2 separate regions of the Arabidopsis thaliana genome follow, and region 1 is linked to region 2. The links are chromatin contacts, called in public capture Hi-C maps. All regions are on one chromosome and are shown on one strand. The core of a region is the stretch at or near the end of the contact, and the rest is flanking DNA. Distances in the headings are between cores, read along the strand shown. Region 1 holds the start of AT1G64600 (copper ion binding / methyltransferase). Region 2 holds the start of AT1G08667 (a long non-coding RNA gene).

What was found. Capture Hi-C pulls out chosen DNA fragments and counts their contacts.
Region 1: a contact with region 2 is called in a capture Hi-C map of seedling, with 2.2 times the contacts expected there.

What each region holds. Positions count from the first base shown.
Region 1 is chr1:23,994,300-23,997,253 of TAIR10.1, forward strand. It overlaps AT1G64600 (copper ion binding / methyltransferase), which reads left to right and starts at 1,610. Exons shown (of 11, transcript NM_105135.3): 1 at 1,610-2,074; 2 at 2,152-2,225; 3 at 2,300-2,394; 4 at 2,478-2,578; 5 at 2,680-2,763; 6 at 2,927-2,954. The coding sequence starts at 1,697. It overlaps AT1G64590 (NAD(P)-binding Rossmann-fold superfamily protein), which reads left to right. Exons shown (of 6, transcript NM_105134.2): 4 at 10-166; 5 at 401-482; 6 at 569-1,210. The coding sequence ends at 901.
Region 2 is chr1:23,853,245-23,856,293 of TAIR10.1, forward strand. AT1G08667 (a long non-coding RNA gene) reads left to right here and starts at 1,664. Exons shown (of 1, transcript NR_139474.1): 1 at 1,664-1,877. It overlaps NPR1 (regulatory protein (NPR1)), which reads right to left and starts at 2,414. Exons shown (of 4, transcript NM_105102.3): 1 at 1,603-2,414; 2 at 788-1,523; 3 at 476-679; 4 at 1-365. The coding sequence starts at 2,163. The coding sequence ends at 85.

The DNA of each region.
Region 1 (2,954 bases), core at 360-2,859, 140 kb after region 2:
TGTGTTTAGGCCATTTTCTGCTGACTAAACTGCTGTTAAAGAAGATGATTGAAACGGCGGCACAAACCGGCGTGCAAGGCCGTATCGTCAACGTCACGTCCGTCGTCCATAGCTGGTTTTCCGGTGATATGTTGCAATATCTCGCCGATATCTCACGAAACAATAGGTAATTTTTAATTAGTATAAGCTAGAAAATATCATTCCAATCATATAGCGAATAATTAATCATTGTTTAATAATAAGTACAACAAAAAGGTGATGCGACGACAAAAATAAACGCCGTCGTCCTCTCGTCTTTTTCCTTTATTTAAAATCATATTTTCAGAGAGAATAATAATAGTTTATACTTTGTGACTTGAGTTTGACCCACTAATTATAGCTTTAACTTTGCGTTTTACAGAAATTACGACGCGACTCGAGCCTACGCTCTCTCCAAGCTCGCCAACGTGCTCCACACTGTTGAGCTATCACGGCTTCTCCATGTACGTTATTATACAAATTTAACTATTTGGTAGGAAGTAACAATTTATCTCCTCATTTCTAATAATAAACTACAATATATATGCAGAAAATGGATGCGAATGTGACGGCCAATTGTGTTCATCCTGGTATCGTGAAAACCCGTCTCACAAGAGATCGAGAAGGCGTCGTCACTGATTTAGTGTTTTTCTTGACATCCAAGCTATTGAAGTCTGTTCCTCAGGCAGCAGCTACGACATGTTACGTGGCAACAAGTCCAAGATTGAGGAACGTGTGTGGCAAGTACTTCTCCGACTGCAACGAAGCTAGGTCATCTAAATCCGGGTCATGCAATCTCAAAGCTCAGAGACTCTGGACTGCTTCTGACTTGTTGGTTTCTCCACCTAATTCCACTACCAATCTTTCTCATACCTCCTTTTAACCAACAAACCATCCTAGCTATTTTCTACGTGTAAATCTTAAGCCCTATATATAGTAATATAATTAGCTTTATAATATATATAGTTATAGAAATATATACTATAGATGAAATGGGATGTGTGTGTGTAGTTGTGTTACGTGTGCATATAGCAAGCCTCCCTATATTTAATATGTGGTTATGGTTTGACATTATTGCTAATATATATATATATATATATTACTTAGCTTGTAGGGTTTTGTAATCCTAGCTAGCTAGGTCCTTGTTATGTAATATATACATATATCAATCAAAAACATCACAGAATTTCATAATCTTGATCTTGATACTCTTATAAAAATTTGTTTATTTCTGTTGATCACTGAAATGAAATCATATCCATCCACACAATCCAAATATGGTTCCTTTGCAATATTAGCAACCACTCTTCAAATGGGCCAATAATGCTAGTCACTGCTATAATAAAGGGCTTTTAGGCCCATTAAATAATCATTTGGTCTTTCAAAGGCCCATCACGCTAAGCCCTAGACCCTCCTCCAAAGAATGAAATGAAATCCTATCCACAAGCCTAATTTGGTTCCTTTTCAAAATACATACCAAATTTCGATTTGTCAACAACTCGTCAAATGGATCTCGAATAATCACTAATCACTGCTATAATAAAGGCCTCATTAGGCCCATTATAGAAACATTTGGCTCTTTGAAAGGCCCATAACGCTAAGCCCTAGACCCTCCTCGGAGGCTAAAACCTCTCGGCTCCTCCTGCAACTTCCATTTCAGTTCAAGCTCCGGCTGAAAATGGCGAATGCCCAGAAAGTCTTCACTGTAGAAACCCTAAGATCTGCATCGAAACAGTGTCTCCGCTGCCTAGTCGTCCCCGTCCGTCTCCGCCGCGCTATTAAGAAATATCTCCGCGAGGAAGATGATCCTCACATTAGGAAGAAGGTGCGTCAGTTATCGGAATCATTCCAAGAGATCAAGGACACCAATCTTCAGTTACCTGAAACCACGGCCAAGAGTCTGGCTGATTCTATGAACTCGCTAGAGACCAAACGATGGAAGATACAAACCGTTTATGGAGATAGCGGTCTCCAATACAGAGACGGTGAGACTGCTGCTTACATTGCTTCTCGTATGCCTGCCGTCTTTTCCGTCTGCTATAGAGTCCTCATCGAGGTACTTTCTCATTGGTGATACCATTTGGGATAGTTGTGTAGAGAATTGAGCTTGAGATTTGTTAAATTCTTATATAGATTCGTCGAAGAGTACCAGGTTTTACGCCTACAAGAGTGCTGGATTTTGGTGCTGGCACTGGTTCAGGTTTCTGGTGAGGAGATAGATGTTTCCCTGTTATCTTTGGTAGTTTTATTTTGATTATTGATTCGTTGTAACATCTTGCAGGGCGGTTAAAGAGGTTTGGCCTAAGTCTGTGGAGAAAGTAAATATAGTGGAACCATCTCAATCAATGCAGCGTGCAGGACGTAACTTAATCCAGGGTAATTTCACTTTGATAGTCTCTGGCTAAACACTTGAGTGTAGTGATTGATTCTGATCTTTGCCATTGTTGTGAATATGATAGGCCTTAAGGATTTGCCTCTGATCCATGGGTATACTAGCCTGCTAGCTCTTAATAAAGAGATCAACAAAAAGTCTGAGAGGAAACATGATCTTGTCATCGCTGTGGGTTATCTCTTTTATCACTCGCATTAGCTATGATTCTTGTTTACAAGTTTGTTTTTTTACTGAGCATGTTTTCCAAAAAAAATTCTGTTGTGGTTAAGTCCTATGTGTTAGGGGAGATACCATCTCTGAAAGACAGGATTACTGTGGTTCGCCAGCTCTGGGACCTTACAGATGATCTCTTGGTATGTCTTTGAGTTTTTTCATCTTTCATTCTCCTCAATGACTTCTTTTTATACTAGAACGTGTACTTCTCCTCACATGTTATCTCTGTGTGCACTGTGCATTTTTTTATCTGCTATATGCATTGAGCTTTATGAATTCCTTACATAAATTTTGATTGGACAGGTTTTGGTTGAACCAGGAACGCCACACG
Region 2 (3,049 bases), core at 414-2,913:
GCCAACGATAGACATAAACAGTTACAGTCATCATGAAAACAGAATTATATGGTACAGCAAAAATTACACTAAGAGGCAAGAGTCTCACCGACGACGATGAGAGAGTTTACGGTTAGACCTCTTTCCACCGGTTGATTTCGATGTGGAAGAAGTCGAATCTGTCAGGGACGAATTTCCTAATTCCAAATTGTCCTCACTAAAGGCCTTCTTTAGTGTCTCTTGTATTTCCATGTACCTTTGCTTCTTTTGTAGTCGTTTCTCAGCAGTGTCGTCTTCTCCGCAAGCCAGTTGAGTCAAGTCCTCACAGTTCATAATCTGGTCGAGCACTGCCGAACAGCGCGGGAAGAATCGTTTCCCGAGTTCCACTGATGATAAAAAAACAAGGTCAGACAGCAAGTAACAAAACCATGTTTAAAGATCATTTAGTTTTGTTTTTTGTGATAAGGAGTCCGATGAAGTGGGTGAGAATCCATACCGGTTTTAGAAAGCGCTTTTAGTCTACTTTGATGCTCTTCTAGGATTCTGAAAGGTGCTATCTTTACACCCGGTGATGTTCTCTTCGTACCAGTGAGACGGTCAGGCTCGAGGCTAGTCACTATGAACTCACATGTTCCCTTCATTTCGGCGATCTCCATTGCAGCTTGTGCTTCCGTTGGAAAAAGACGTTGAGCAAGTGCAACTAAACAGTGGACGACACAAAGAATAGTTATCATTAGTTCACTCAGTTTCCTAATAGAGAGGACATAAATTTAATTCAAACATATAAGAAATAAGACTTGATAGATACCTCTATTTTCAAGATCGAGCAGCGTCATCTTCAATTCATCGGCCGCCACTGCAAAAGAGGGAGGAACATCTCTAGGAATTTGTTCTCGTTTGTCTTCTTGCTCTAGTATTTCTACACATAGTCGGCCTTTGAGAGAATGCTTGCATTGCTCCGGGATATTATTACATTCAACCGCCATAGTGGCTTGTTTTGCGATCATGAGTGCGGTTCTACCTTCCAAAGTTGCTTCTGATGCACTTGCACCTTTTTCCAATAGAGATAGTATCAATTGTGGCTCCTTCCGCATCGCAGCAACATGAAGCACCGTATATCCCCTCGGATTCCTATGGTTGACATCGGCAAGATCAAGTTTTAAAAGATCTGTTGCGGTCTTCACATTGCAATATGCAACAGCGAAATGAAGAGCACACGCATCATCTAGATTGGTGTGATCCTCTTTCAAAAGCAACTTGACTAACTCAATATCATCCGAGTCAAGTGCCTTATGTACATTCGAGACATGTTTCTTTACTTTAGGTACCTCCAAACCAAGCTCTTTACGTCTATCAATTATCTCTTTAACAAGCTCTTCCGGCAATGACTTTTCAAGACTAACCATATCTACATTAGACTTGACAATAATCTCTTTACATCTATCCAATAGCTTCATACAAGCTTTACCACATATATTAGCAAGCTTGAGTATAACCAATGTGTCCTCTATAACAACTTTGTCTACAACGTCCAATAAGTGCCTCTGAAATACAAATACAAGTACTCAAGTAAGAACATATTCATGAATGTGTAACCATAGCTTAATGCAGATGGTGTTTTACCTGATAGAGAGTAATTAATTCAGGGATCTTGAAGATGAAAGCCAAATAGAGAACCTCCAACATGAAATCCACCGCCGGCCGGCAAGCCACGTGGCAGCAATTCTCGTCTGCGCATTCAGAAACTCCTTTAGGCGGCGGTCTCACTCTGCTGCTGTAAACATAAGCCAAAACAGTCACAACCGAATCGAAACCGACTTCGTAATCCTTGGCAATCTCCTTAAGCTCGAGCTTCACGGCGGCGGTGTTGTTGGAGTCTTTCTCCTTCTTAGCGGCGGCTAAAGCGCTCTTGAAGAAAGAGCTTCTCGCTGACAAAACGCACCGGTGGAAAGAAACTTCCCGGCCGTCGGAGAGAACAAGCTTAGCGTCGCTGTAGAAATCATCCGGCGAGTCAAAGACGGATTCGAAGCTGTTGGAGAGCAATTGCAGAGCAGATACATCAGGTCCGGTGAGTACTTGTTCGGCGGCCAGATAAACAATAGAGGAGTCGGTGTTATCGGTAGCGACGAAACTAGTGCTGCTGATTTCATAAGAATCGGCGAATCCATCAATGGTGGTGTCCATCAACAGGTTCCGATGAATTGAAATTCACAAATTAAAGAGATCTCTGCTAATCAACGAAGAGACCTTATCAACTGGATTTGGTTAAAGATCGAAGATAACCATTGACGAGCAGAGCCAAGTCAAGTCAACGAGAGTGGTGGTGAGATATGAAGAAGCATCCTCGTCCCACGGTTTACATTTCACCAAAACCGGTAAATTTCCAGGAAAGGAATCTTTGTCAGAGATCTTTTTTAAAAAGATATAACAGGAAGCTAAACCGGTTCGGGTTATAAATGTTAGTATTTATACCGGAGACATTTTGTGTTGCTAATTTTTGTATATGAGAAGTTCAATCCGGTTCGGTAAGCCCCTGAACCAAACTAGATTTGGAGATGATATAAATATATAAAATTTATTTTTCATCCGGTTCGTTATTTTCATATAAATATATAAATATTATTTTTTAAATTTAAGAATTAGATTTACATGTGAAAGTTACATTTCTGTTTATTTTCTTTGAAGTAAAATGATAAAGGGAACGTATATTAAGTTTCATGCTTTATTCACATAAGTTTTGTAATGTATATTATATTTTTCGTTTATTGAAAAAGTAATTTTCAGTGTTCAGCATGTTTACACTATAATTAAATCAAGTCGAATATTTCCTGGAACTATTCTCCTTGTTCTATAGCAAATGAAAACGCTCTTCACAACAAAATCATTATAGATATAGGAATAAATTACATTAAAAACATGAAAGTCATAATGAATATATTTTTTTAATTAGGATTTGATTTAAAAACAATTATTGTATACATATAAAAGACTTCTTTAGTTATTTGCCTTCAACTTCTCGTTCTGAATCATGCGATAAATCAGCTTTTTCAATAACTACGACGTAAAAGCA